3 separate regions of the Mus musculus genome follow, and all the other regions are linked to region 2. Evidence: chromatin contacts called from public HiChIP or PLAC-seq data. All regions are on one chromosome and are shown on one strand. Each heading gives the region's core, a stretch centred on a gene start, on an enhancer-like site or on the middle of the called end of the contact. The rest is flanking DNA. Distances are from core to core; before and after follow the strand shown.

Region 1 (3,021 bases), core at 323-2,822, 390 kb before region 2:
CCTAGTCGGCCATCACTGGAAAGAGAGGCCCATTGGACACACAAACTTTATATGCCCCGGTAACAGGGGAACGCCAGGGCCAAAAAAATGGGACTGGGTGGGTAGGGAAGTGGGGGGGGGGGGAGGGTATGGGGGACTTTTGGGATAGCATTGGAAATGTAATTGAGGAAAATGTGTAATAATAATTTAAAAAAAGGATAGTAACCCTAAAACTCCAGAGTTCCTATTATCTAACAGAGTACCTGGACAGAAACTGCTTGAGTAGCACCCAGTGTGGCACTTGGGGGTCCTAAGTAGTGAAGGAAGCAGCTGGCAGGTTAGCCTGGGTGGGATGTCTGTCCTATGTAGGGAGGGCACAGCCACAGGGGATATGGTAACTAACATTCAGGACCCAAGCCACTGCCTCTCGGGTACCTGTCTCTGATGACAAAGGGGTTCCTTGATGAAAAAGTGACCATTTCACAGAATGGTGAGTTCTTGGAAGGAGCATCCACAATCCTGGTGATAGCCACTTCAGAAAAGTATCCAAGTTGCTGAAATCTATACAATTGGAGGAGTGACAGAGGAGCTACGAAGAACCAGTCTGAAGTTCCCAACAGAGCAGAGAAAGCACAAGTAATAGGACTGGGAAACCCCTATCATCAGCTCCAGTCCTGCCCTGGTATCAAGGGAAGCCTCTGGACTCCAAAAGCTCCTGATTTAGACCTGGACTCTAACTGCCTAAATGAAGCTGCAGAGGTGAAACAAGAGTCTCTTGGCCTCTCCAATAAGGCCTCAGCAACCATATATGCTCCCATAGGCCCTTCATTTTCTGGGCTCCCATGCACCTCATTCCTAGATTCCAGAGAGATGTAGCCCAATCCTTCCCATGCTCTCCTGCTCAACCAGAGCTTCAACAATACAAGAGGCAGCAGCAAAGAGGAATAACCCAGGCGCTGGGGTGCATGTTCACATGACCGAGAACATCTATTAGTATGCTAAATGTTATGGATGGGCTAGCACTGACCACAGTATTGGACCAGCTAGTCCAGGAAGGCTGTAGCAGTGAAACAAGAAAAATGCTGTTTCTCTCCCATCCCCTACATAATGTCCCCACAGCAAGAACATTGTCATCCTGCTTGACACTTCTGGTCCTATTACCCAAGTTGTGCTCAGCTGGCAACCAGCTCAACCTACCACAGAGCAGTAGTACCGAAGGCCACAGGTAGGGCATAGGACACTGTCCTAGGCCTTCTGAGCACAATGGGGACACAGCAGTGCTCTAAGGCAGGAGGCCTGGAGCAACTTCTAGGGCCACCTCTCCTCCATGTGACACTTGTTTCATTCACCGCTAGGGATTCACCTCTAAAACCTGGGGAAGCCAGTTGGTCTCTGCTCCCATCTACCATGTCCACGTGCCTAGAATCATGCTTCATAAACTCCAATCTATAACCATGAAAACCTCACCTGAACTGCACGTCACATCCTACACAGGCCTACAAGTAAGTCGGAAACGCACAGTCCCAACCAAGGGACAAACCCATCCAGTGAAGACCTTCACAACACTACAGGGCACAGTGAACTCAGTAAAAACTAAAATAAAAACTAAAAAAATCTGTAACTGTTCCGAGAAAAGCCCTGCACAGCTACAGAGTTGAACACACAAGAAACTAGCCACAGACCGGAAATGCCAAACCACAGCTTGTAACCCTTCATCGTGATGAATGCTGGCAGGCTTAGGAGGTGTGAGCACTGGAGGCCAGGGCAGGCCCCAGCGCCTCTGGAAGAGCCTGTAGACTGAATTACCAGGAGTTCGTACTACAACTGCTTCCCTGCAACTGGCAGAGAACAAACAGGGAAGAGGCCCAGGGCGGTGCTGTGCCTGGGGCCAAGGAGCAGCACTATCTCTGGTTCTTTTCCCACTGTGCCCACTTTTGGATTTCATACAGTCATTCGATTCACCATATTCCTGACACATGCCCTTCAAATGTCATATCTAAGAATGGAAGCATTTTCCTGAAAAGACAAATGTCACCTAGCATTTTAAACACACTTTACATCAAACTACAAGCTACAGTTGAATTCCATGCATAACTAACTTTCTTTAACTCTGGTCTAAATTCAGTTGAAGGAAGCTTACTAAAAGAATCAGGAATGATTTTGAAGGCGAGTGATGTTCAGTTGTGACTTTTATTGCTCAGCTCTTCCTTGGAATCTAACAAGAGTGAGTGCAGAGACGGAGAAAGCCTAAGGATGAACACTCGGAAAAGCAGTGTCCACGCTGTGCCTCCAATGGAGCCAGCCAACCAAGAACTAGGGTGATTAGGAAGGACAGGCTTTCTCAAGGGTACCTTGTGACTGAAAAGGGTAATGGATAGGCAGCCCAAGTGAAGGGTAAGGAGAGTCATCAAGAGAGGACACATCCCCCTTGCCCCATCCAGTTCTGAACTACCAAATGAGGGAACCAGAACCTCCTCTTTGTTCACTGTCCCCAGCCATCCCACAGTCACTCTAGGTTTGTGTTGACAAGCCCCTGCCCTCAGAAGGACCAAGAGGTAAGCAGAGGGAGATGGTCAGAAAGTGAACATGGAAGTGGCTTACCTTGCCTGTCAAAAAAGAGGGTCTGATACTCCTCCATATCAGAATGACCTTTTCAGCCTTTTAATCCATGCTTAACCAAGAGCAGTAAGACCAAGGAAGAAAAGGGGGAAGATTCTAGGAAGAAGGGGGGGCCTTTTATATGGGCTACCCTGGGGCTCTTGGGCCTGGCTGGGTAGGAACAATTGCATAGGAGAGCCCCCAGCAAGCCCCTGCCTCAGAGATCTAAAGATGCCTCATGTCCAGATCCCCATTAACAGAGTATAGAATAGAATTGTGTTAGCTTTCCTTTTAGTTCACGCATACACGTACATACGTACATACGTACAGACATGTGTGTGTGTGTGTGTGTGTGTGTGTTTTCACATTTAAGGACAGCATACATGTGAAAGTCAGAAAACAACTTGGTGGAATAGGTTTTCTATTTGCACCACATGAATTCTG
Region 2 (3,496 bases), core at 787-3,286:
TAAAATAAGCAAACAGATCTTACAAAGATCACACAGGCAGCATGTAGGTGCCTAAGATGCCCCCTTGGGAACCAGGAGATGTGCTGTGTGTGTGTGTATGCTCACTGGATGCTCATAAATGCAAATGACTTCCAGCACCCACGTCAGCACCCATACAGCAGGATGCTCTGTACTGCTAAGGAGTGCAAATGGGATGGTCGGTAGAAGACAGATGGTTATAAAACTACAGCCTCACTAACAAACCAGCAAACACATCACCCAATGATAGGAAACATTCCCACAAGAAATTTGCATGCATACTTTTTTTTTTTTTTTTTTGGTTTTTCGAGACAGGGTTTCTCTGTGTAGTCCTGGCTGTCCTCGAACTTACTCTGTAGACCAGGCTGGCCTCGAACTCAGAAATCCACCTGCCTCTGCCTCCCAAGTGCTGGGATTAAAGGTGTGTGCCACCATGCCCGGCTTTGCATGAATACTTAAATCAGCTTTTTCACAATTGCCTTATGGGGAAACTACCAAGATGATCTTCAATAGGTAAATGGATAAATGGCAGTATAACCAAACTATGGAATTAAAGGGAATGACTAAAAAGGCCATAAAGACACAGTGAGTCTTCCCCCACCCCTGCTGTTTTTGGGGGCTGGATTTGAGACAAGAGTCTTGCTATGTAGCCCTGGCTGGTCTGGAACTCCCTGTATACCAGGCTGTCCGAGAATTCATAGATCTGCCTGTCTCATGTTGGGATTAAAGGTGTGCACCACAACATCTGGCTTAAGAAATATTGTCTAGATTGTGTACGTGTGTGTGTGTGTGTGTGTGTGTGTGTGTTAAAAGAGAAACAAGTACTCTTAACAGCTGTGCAGCCCCACAAATAAATTCTAAGTGTAACTGTCAAAGTCTATGTAAAAAAAGAAAGCACTGTGTCAGGTAATATGTGTGACTGATTACACGAGTCTAGCATAGGCAAAATGACAAAAATCATCAAAAGCACAGTGGCTGTCAGGAGTTGACAGGGTGGGAAATAAATGAATATTAAGGACAATAGATTTTTTTTTTTTTAGGGCTGTGAACTACTCTGTGTGTATTGTAAAGTCCAAAATATAATATTGCTCATTGTGCAAAACAATAAAACTTCACAGCATAAAGAATGAACTCAATGCATGAAAAGCTTAGGGTGGAACGGGGTGTGACTGAACTTCCGACATGTGAATATATGAAACGACTTCACTGAAGAGGGTGATGTGAAGATACAGGGGAAGGAGTGTGGTCTCTGAGGGTCAAGGTCAAGAGTGGATTGTGAATATGCTCTGTGCTCTTGCTGCTGTGCTCCACTGCGATCCTAATAGGCTTAAGCTGACAGTGCTAATTCATAGTGGGGCTTAGGCTGACAGTGCCGATCCAGGCTCACATTCACACACACCTCGTCTCTCTCTGGTTCACATCTATACCTCTTTCACACACAGATCACTCCTGTTCAAAATAAAAATCCTTAGCATGACTGTCAACCCCTTTCCGATTTACCACCTATGTAGTTCTAGCTACTATAAAGCAAAGAAGTTATGATGCCGTCATAAGACGTGTCCTGTTTCCAGCCACGGTCCCCTAAGCACCTACTGTCACCCATTATTCTGCATGCACCCTAAAAGGTCCTAATCCTCCCCAATCTACCCCAAATCTCTGTTGCTGCTCCACATCACGTCACCCCAGAGTCTACAAGGCGTTCCACAAAGCAGTTTCTGAACCGATGAGCATGCGGGCCCAGGCTCCGGAGCTCCGGCATCTCGGCTCTCCGTATGCAGCCGGGAAAGTGAGTCCCGCTGCACCGGTGCTGTGAGCGGAGGCCTCAGGAGCTCGCGGCTCACGGGTCTGACAGACGCCGCCGGAGCGTCAGGGCTCGGAGCCGACAGGCCGAGATCCAAGCAAGGAGAGCCACCCGCCGCTCACCACGCGCTGGGCTCCGGCCGCGAGGCCGCGCGCGGGAGCCGACGCCGGGACGAGTCTCAGCAACCTCAAGGCCATGACTTCGCCGTCTGCGCCGGCTCAAGGACCAGAGGGACATGAACGCGACGGGGTCCTAGCTCGTCCGCGGCGCGCTGCCATGACGTCACCACTGAGTGTTCGCGGCGCCTGTCGAAAAAAGAAAATATTCCGGAACTGGGACGGGGCGGGGCCAGAGGGAAGGGGCGGAGCTTAGGCTTGTCGACGCTCTAGTTGCTTGAGCTTAGATTGTTTGGGCGAGGAGCGCGCCTAGATCCTAGACAAGTTATAGTATGAAAGTGGCAAAGGGCTAGAAGTCCTGCCTGGGCCTTGAGGCTCCCAGCTTTGAGCTCGGGTTCTCGCAGATGCTTGAGTTGTGTGACAAAAGTGTGACCCCCCACTCCCAGGTGTTCTGTGGGGTGAATCCTCTCGCTCCCCAGAATCTGTGCTGTCTCCCTGCTCCACGCCCAAACGTAGACCCACTTTCTGTTTGAGTTCTGTAGGGAGGATCCGCTCCCCGCCCTTCTGGTCGCTGAGGAGAGAGTCCATTCCCCATCTGAGTTCTAGGGGCGTCACATTCTCCCTGCCTAGGTTTCTGAGAGAAGGACCTGTCATCAGCTTGAGCCCTGTGGGGGCAACCAATTCACGACCTAGCAGTTCTGAGCTTTTGTAGTGCTAAGAGCTGAGGTGGCCACAGACCTGGCACCACCATATATCTCCAGTGCAGATCACCCTGCCTCATTTCCACAGCTGCCGACTTTATAGTCACCTCCTGGAAAGCTCTTCAGCTCCAAGAGCCTCTGAGGTGGAAGAGTGCAGTGCGCAGAAGCCAGGAAAGTGCTGATAGGGAGAGGATCCCCAAGACAATGAGGAGTTCTGGGTTGGGTTTGGACCACTTTCCATGTAGTTAACACAAAACCTCCCCCGCATTTCTGGATTTCTAGAAAGTCCTGTATCCTTACAGTACATTGAATACGGGAAGGGGAAACCTCTCCTCATTTCTTTTGAATCCTGATCATTATCTCATTTCCCTACTCCCCTCCAGTGTAATTCAAAAATCACTCAACCCCAAAAGAGAAATTTCCCAAGCACGTATGTTTTACTGAAGAATTTTACTTTATACATAAATATATGATACTAAATATGTACAGTCTCCTCCAGAAAACAGAAGCGATAATGCTTACTATCGCATGTTATGCTGCCATAACTGTCAAAGACAGTACAAAAATGTAAGACCTCCATATATCAGTATCTCAGCAAATTGAATCCAGCAACACATGAAATGAGTGGTGCACCACAAGCAATGGGATGTCATCCTAAAATCAACTGATATAAAAAACAAACTAACCAAAATAATTATGTGTGATCAGATTGCTTGGTTCAGGGAAAGCATTTGACAAAATTCAATATTCATTTAAAATAAAAGAACACATATGCTCCAACAAAGGCTACAGGGTGGCTGCTTCATCTTCATAAAGTATGCCCACAAAATCCTAAAGCTAACATCATATGAATAGAGAAA
Region 3 (3,129 bases), core at 372-2,871, 340 kb before region 2:
GGGGAACCCACCATAGGTGCCATGTGTTGTTAGGAAGAGTAAGGCTAACTGGGAAACTCAGGACCTTTACAAGCTAACAGCTACTGCCTCTGTGGCTTTAGAGGCCCACTTCCATGTTATCCTAAGACTCCATACAGCAAATGGAGTCAGTGGAGCAGTTCCCATGAATACCCTGTCCACAGAGAACATTCTGCTCTCATTCCTAAGAGAAGCACACAGACCCAAGACTTTCCCAGGCTCAAGGAACCACTGAGACCACATCACCTGCAATAGTACCCCCCACCACACACACACACACACACACACACACACATACACACACACACACTTCCAGGAAAAGCCTATGATGACTGATTAACTGCCTATACTAAACATGTTTCAAAACCAGAGACTGTAGAACCCCCAGAAGCCACAGGGACCTGGGGTCTCATAAGCTGAGCCCTGCTTGGCTCTGTTCTCTCAGCTGCACCTGAACATTTGTCCCAGCCATGGGGCCTCACCACACCTGCAGCAGAAGCTGTACATTCCCAGAAAGGCATAAGGCTTAGGGAACAAATGACATTAACAAGCGAGCTTGAGCCTAATAAGCATTCTTCCACTACCTGGGGTCAGGGGGAAAGCGGCCATGCCTAGCATATAGTTCAGATGTTATGGGAAGCGTTGAACTCTAGCTCCACCATGGCAGAGCCCTAGAACCCACCAAGGGACACTATGGCTAAAACAGGTCACTCTGTCTTTAGCATCACATATGTTAGTATTGCTTACACCCTAGATTTACTTTTCATTCATAAATCTTCCTTAAACTGTGGCAAGGATGTAGAGGTGGAAAATTAGAAGAAAATAATGAAAGACCCTGATAACATGTTCTGCACAGGCTACCTGGGCAAGACCTCACTCAACACTACACTTGTAACTCTGCCTCTGGAGCCTCTAAGGAACTCTGTCTCAAACACAGCATGGCCTGACACAACCATAAAATATGGCCAGGGCCCCCAATATCACCCCTTAGTATCTACAACAGCTGGATTACAGAGGCTACAGCCACACATGTTCCCTAAAGATACCCTAGGAAGCCCTAATGTTTGTGTCTCCCACTGACTGCAGGACAGCAGTTACAAGTCGTTTTCCAGGAGTCTGAAGAAGCTCTGGTGAAACTTCACCTGTTCTGGCCTCTTCTGATATTACACGCCAAGACGAAAAGTGTGTCTTAGACAGAGGGGAGGAAGGAGACAAGAGGAGAGACGGCCTCACCTATGGGTGAGAAGGCCTGATGGGGAGTTCACTGAATTCCTCAGACTTCAGAAAGTTCTGTCCAGACAGCAGGAAACATACTCACTCTCTAGACTCCCCTGATGCTAAAACCACAAGGTGAATCTCACACAGGGACCTTTATAAACTCAAACAGAATGCCAACGGAAGGCAGTAACTGTTCCCAAAGAGTAAAATACCCAGTGGATGTGTCTGGAATGTCAGGGGAGAAACAGCACACAGTCCCATAAATAAGTCACATCTGAGCCTAGCATCCTGGCCCACGAGCACGGCATGCAGGGCAGTTAGGCACTCTCTGAGAGGACTTTGAGCAGCAATAGTCCCTGCCTCTCTTTCTGCAGCTGCCTGTCCTGAGGCTTTGAGGGCAAGTAGGCTTGGCAGGATGTCAGGGGTGGTGGAGCTGGGCCTGGTGTTTATGTCTGATCCAGACGACTGAGGGTTCGTGACGATTTACTGACGCAAGAGCTCCCAAGCACTGCATGCCAGAAATTAATCAGGGGAGGAAGAATTCTTTTTAAGAAACCACTTGGCCTGGGCTACAGGCCTGAGGCTGAGTGTGTAAGCGGAGCCACTCCTCCTCTGGGAGCAGCACACCCAAGTCTTCCAAGCAGCTCCAGGCTGGTAAATCAGGCCCAGGCCCAGGCTGGGGAGGTCCTGCCACAATGCCTGGCTCTGCTGTGGCTGGCCACAGTATCCAGTGGCCTGCCCCAGAGCCAATCTTCTCCCAGAGGCCCCCTTCAGATGGCGTCTGCAAGGCCCCACCAGTGTGCACACTCCATGGTTGGGGTGTCTATAGAAATGACTAGATGCCTCTGATCTTGTAATCTATTGCTATTATCCCTTTCTCAAGAACTGGATTTTAAAGTTTGCAAATCAGGAGACAACCTAAAGATGAGAAAGTTGGAATGTGAGAGATGTAGCCTTTGCAGCAGCAGCAGCCTCCTCCCAGGATGGGATGTGTGCACAAGCGAGGCTTTTTCTGCTACCATCCTCTTTGTACACCCCAGGTGCCATGTGACATCAAATGCATGGTCAACTACATACAACCATGTGACATCAAACACATGGCTAGCCATGCAAAGCCACATCACATCACATGTATGCTTAACTATATACAGCCCTGTCATATCAAATACATGGCTAACTATGCATAGCTATGCCACTTCAAATGCATGGTTCAGTATACACAGCGAGTTATATCAAATGCATATCTAACTATTTACAACCAAGTCACATCAAATGCATGGTTAATGATACTCAGCATGTTACATCAAATGCATGGATTACTCCTTACAAAAGATAAATATGCTTCTAGCATTCTATCTCAAAAAAAAAAATTACTCTAGAGAAGCCATTTTGCACTCCATCTCAAGTGTGAGAGCGCCAAACCATCCATCTGCCAGCCTCTGGTTTATTGTAGCCTTTTGGTCCTTGATTACAATCAGTGTATGAGAATAGGGGAGATCCTAGGACCAAGAACTAAGGTCTTTAACACACCCTGGCCCCACAGGACAAAGGACTTGAGTCACACTTCCACTGCCCAACAAGTAGTCTGTGCCTGGCCCCCCACAACCTGATAGCCACCATACCACCTCCTTCCAAACTACCTCTCAAGGAAACTCCTGAAAGGACTCTTCACTCATGCTAAGAGGACTGGATGGGAAGTCGGGCAGGCAAGCATCACATCACTTACAAGGTACAGCAAAAATCACCTCGTAAAAGATCTGAATAAGAGTTATAAGAGTGGCTCACGGCTTCAGATACAACTCAGCCCACTCCATTTCATGGCATCCTATAAAGCATGGAACACAGAGAACAAAGCCGTCTGGACAGTGCAGAACAGGGGCCCTGAAGAGTAGT

Evidence for each region. HiChIP or PLAC-seq counts read pairs in DNA pulled down with a chosen protein or histone mark.
Region 1: a contact with region 2 is called in an H3K4me3 HiChIP or PLAC-seq map of bone marrow-derived macrophages, with 6 times the contacts expected there. The contact joins the enhancer-like site here to the promoter of Ndufa10 in region 2. A contact is called at or near these places in 15 of 39 promoter capture datasets (the 3T3-L1 cell line, 3T3-L1-derived adipocytes, the HPC-7 cell line and 10 more), 1 of 484 Hi-C or Micro-C datasets (natural killer cells), 6 of 115 datasets of contacts at active chromatin or transcription factors (astrocytes, bone marrow-derived macrophages, effector CD8 T cells and 2 more) and 1 of 9 other capture datasets (adipose tissue).
Region 3: an H3K27ac HiChIP or PLAC-seq map of regulatory T cell precursor shows a contact between it and region 2, with 4 times the contacts expected there. The contact joins the enhancer-like site here to the promoter of Ndufa10 in region 2. A contact is called at or near these places in 8 of 39 promoter capture datasets (the 3T3-L1 cell line, the C10 cell line, the SN4741 cell line and 5 more), 6 of 115 datasets of contacts at active chromatin or transcription factors (the NIH/3T3 cell line, bone marrow-derived macrophages, effector CD8 T cells and 3 more) and 3 of 9 other capture datasets (adipose tissue, liver and pancreatic islet).

Annotation. Positions count from the first base shown.
Region 1 is chr1:92,078,684-92,081,704 of GRCm38.p6, forward strand. The region is part of intron 2 of Hdac4 (histone deacetylase 4); the gene reads right to left. Among named protein-coding and RNA genes, the nearest start is that of Hdac4, 100 kb to the right of the region's middle. Within about 2 kb of position 1,573, at least 97 of the 459 cell types and tissues checked have an H3K27ac peak or open chromatin away from gene starts, as enhancers often do. A contact at or near this core is called in the HPC-7 cell line, bone marrow-derived macrophages, effector CD8 T cells and 3 more, where this site is marked.
Region 2 is chr1:92,471,722-92,475,217 of GRCm38.p6, forward strand. Ndufa10 (NADH:ubiquinone oxidoreductase subunit A10) reads right to left here and starts at 2,037. Exons shown (of 10, transcript NM_024197.1): 1 at 1,942-2,037. The coding sequence starts at 2,016.
Region 3 is chr1:92,128,925-92,132,053 of GRCm38.p6, forward strand. The region is part of intron 2 of Hdac4 (histone deacetylase 4); the gene reads right to left. Among named protein-coding and RNA genes, the nearest start is that of Hdac4, 50 kb to the right of the region's middle. Within about 2 kb of position 1,622, at least 154 of the 459 cell types and tissues checked have an H3K27ac peak or open chromatin away from gene starts, as enhancers often do. A contact at or near this core is called in the NIH/3T3 cell line, the SN4741 cell line, adipose tissue and 2 more, where this site is marked.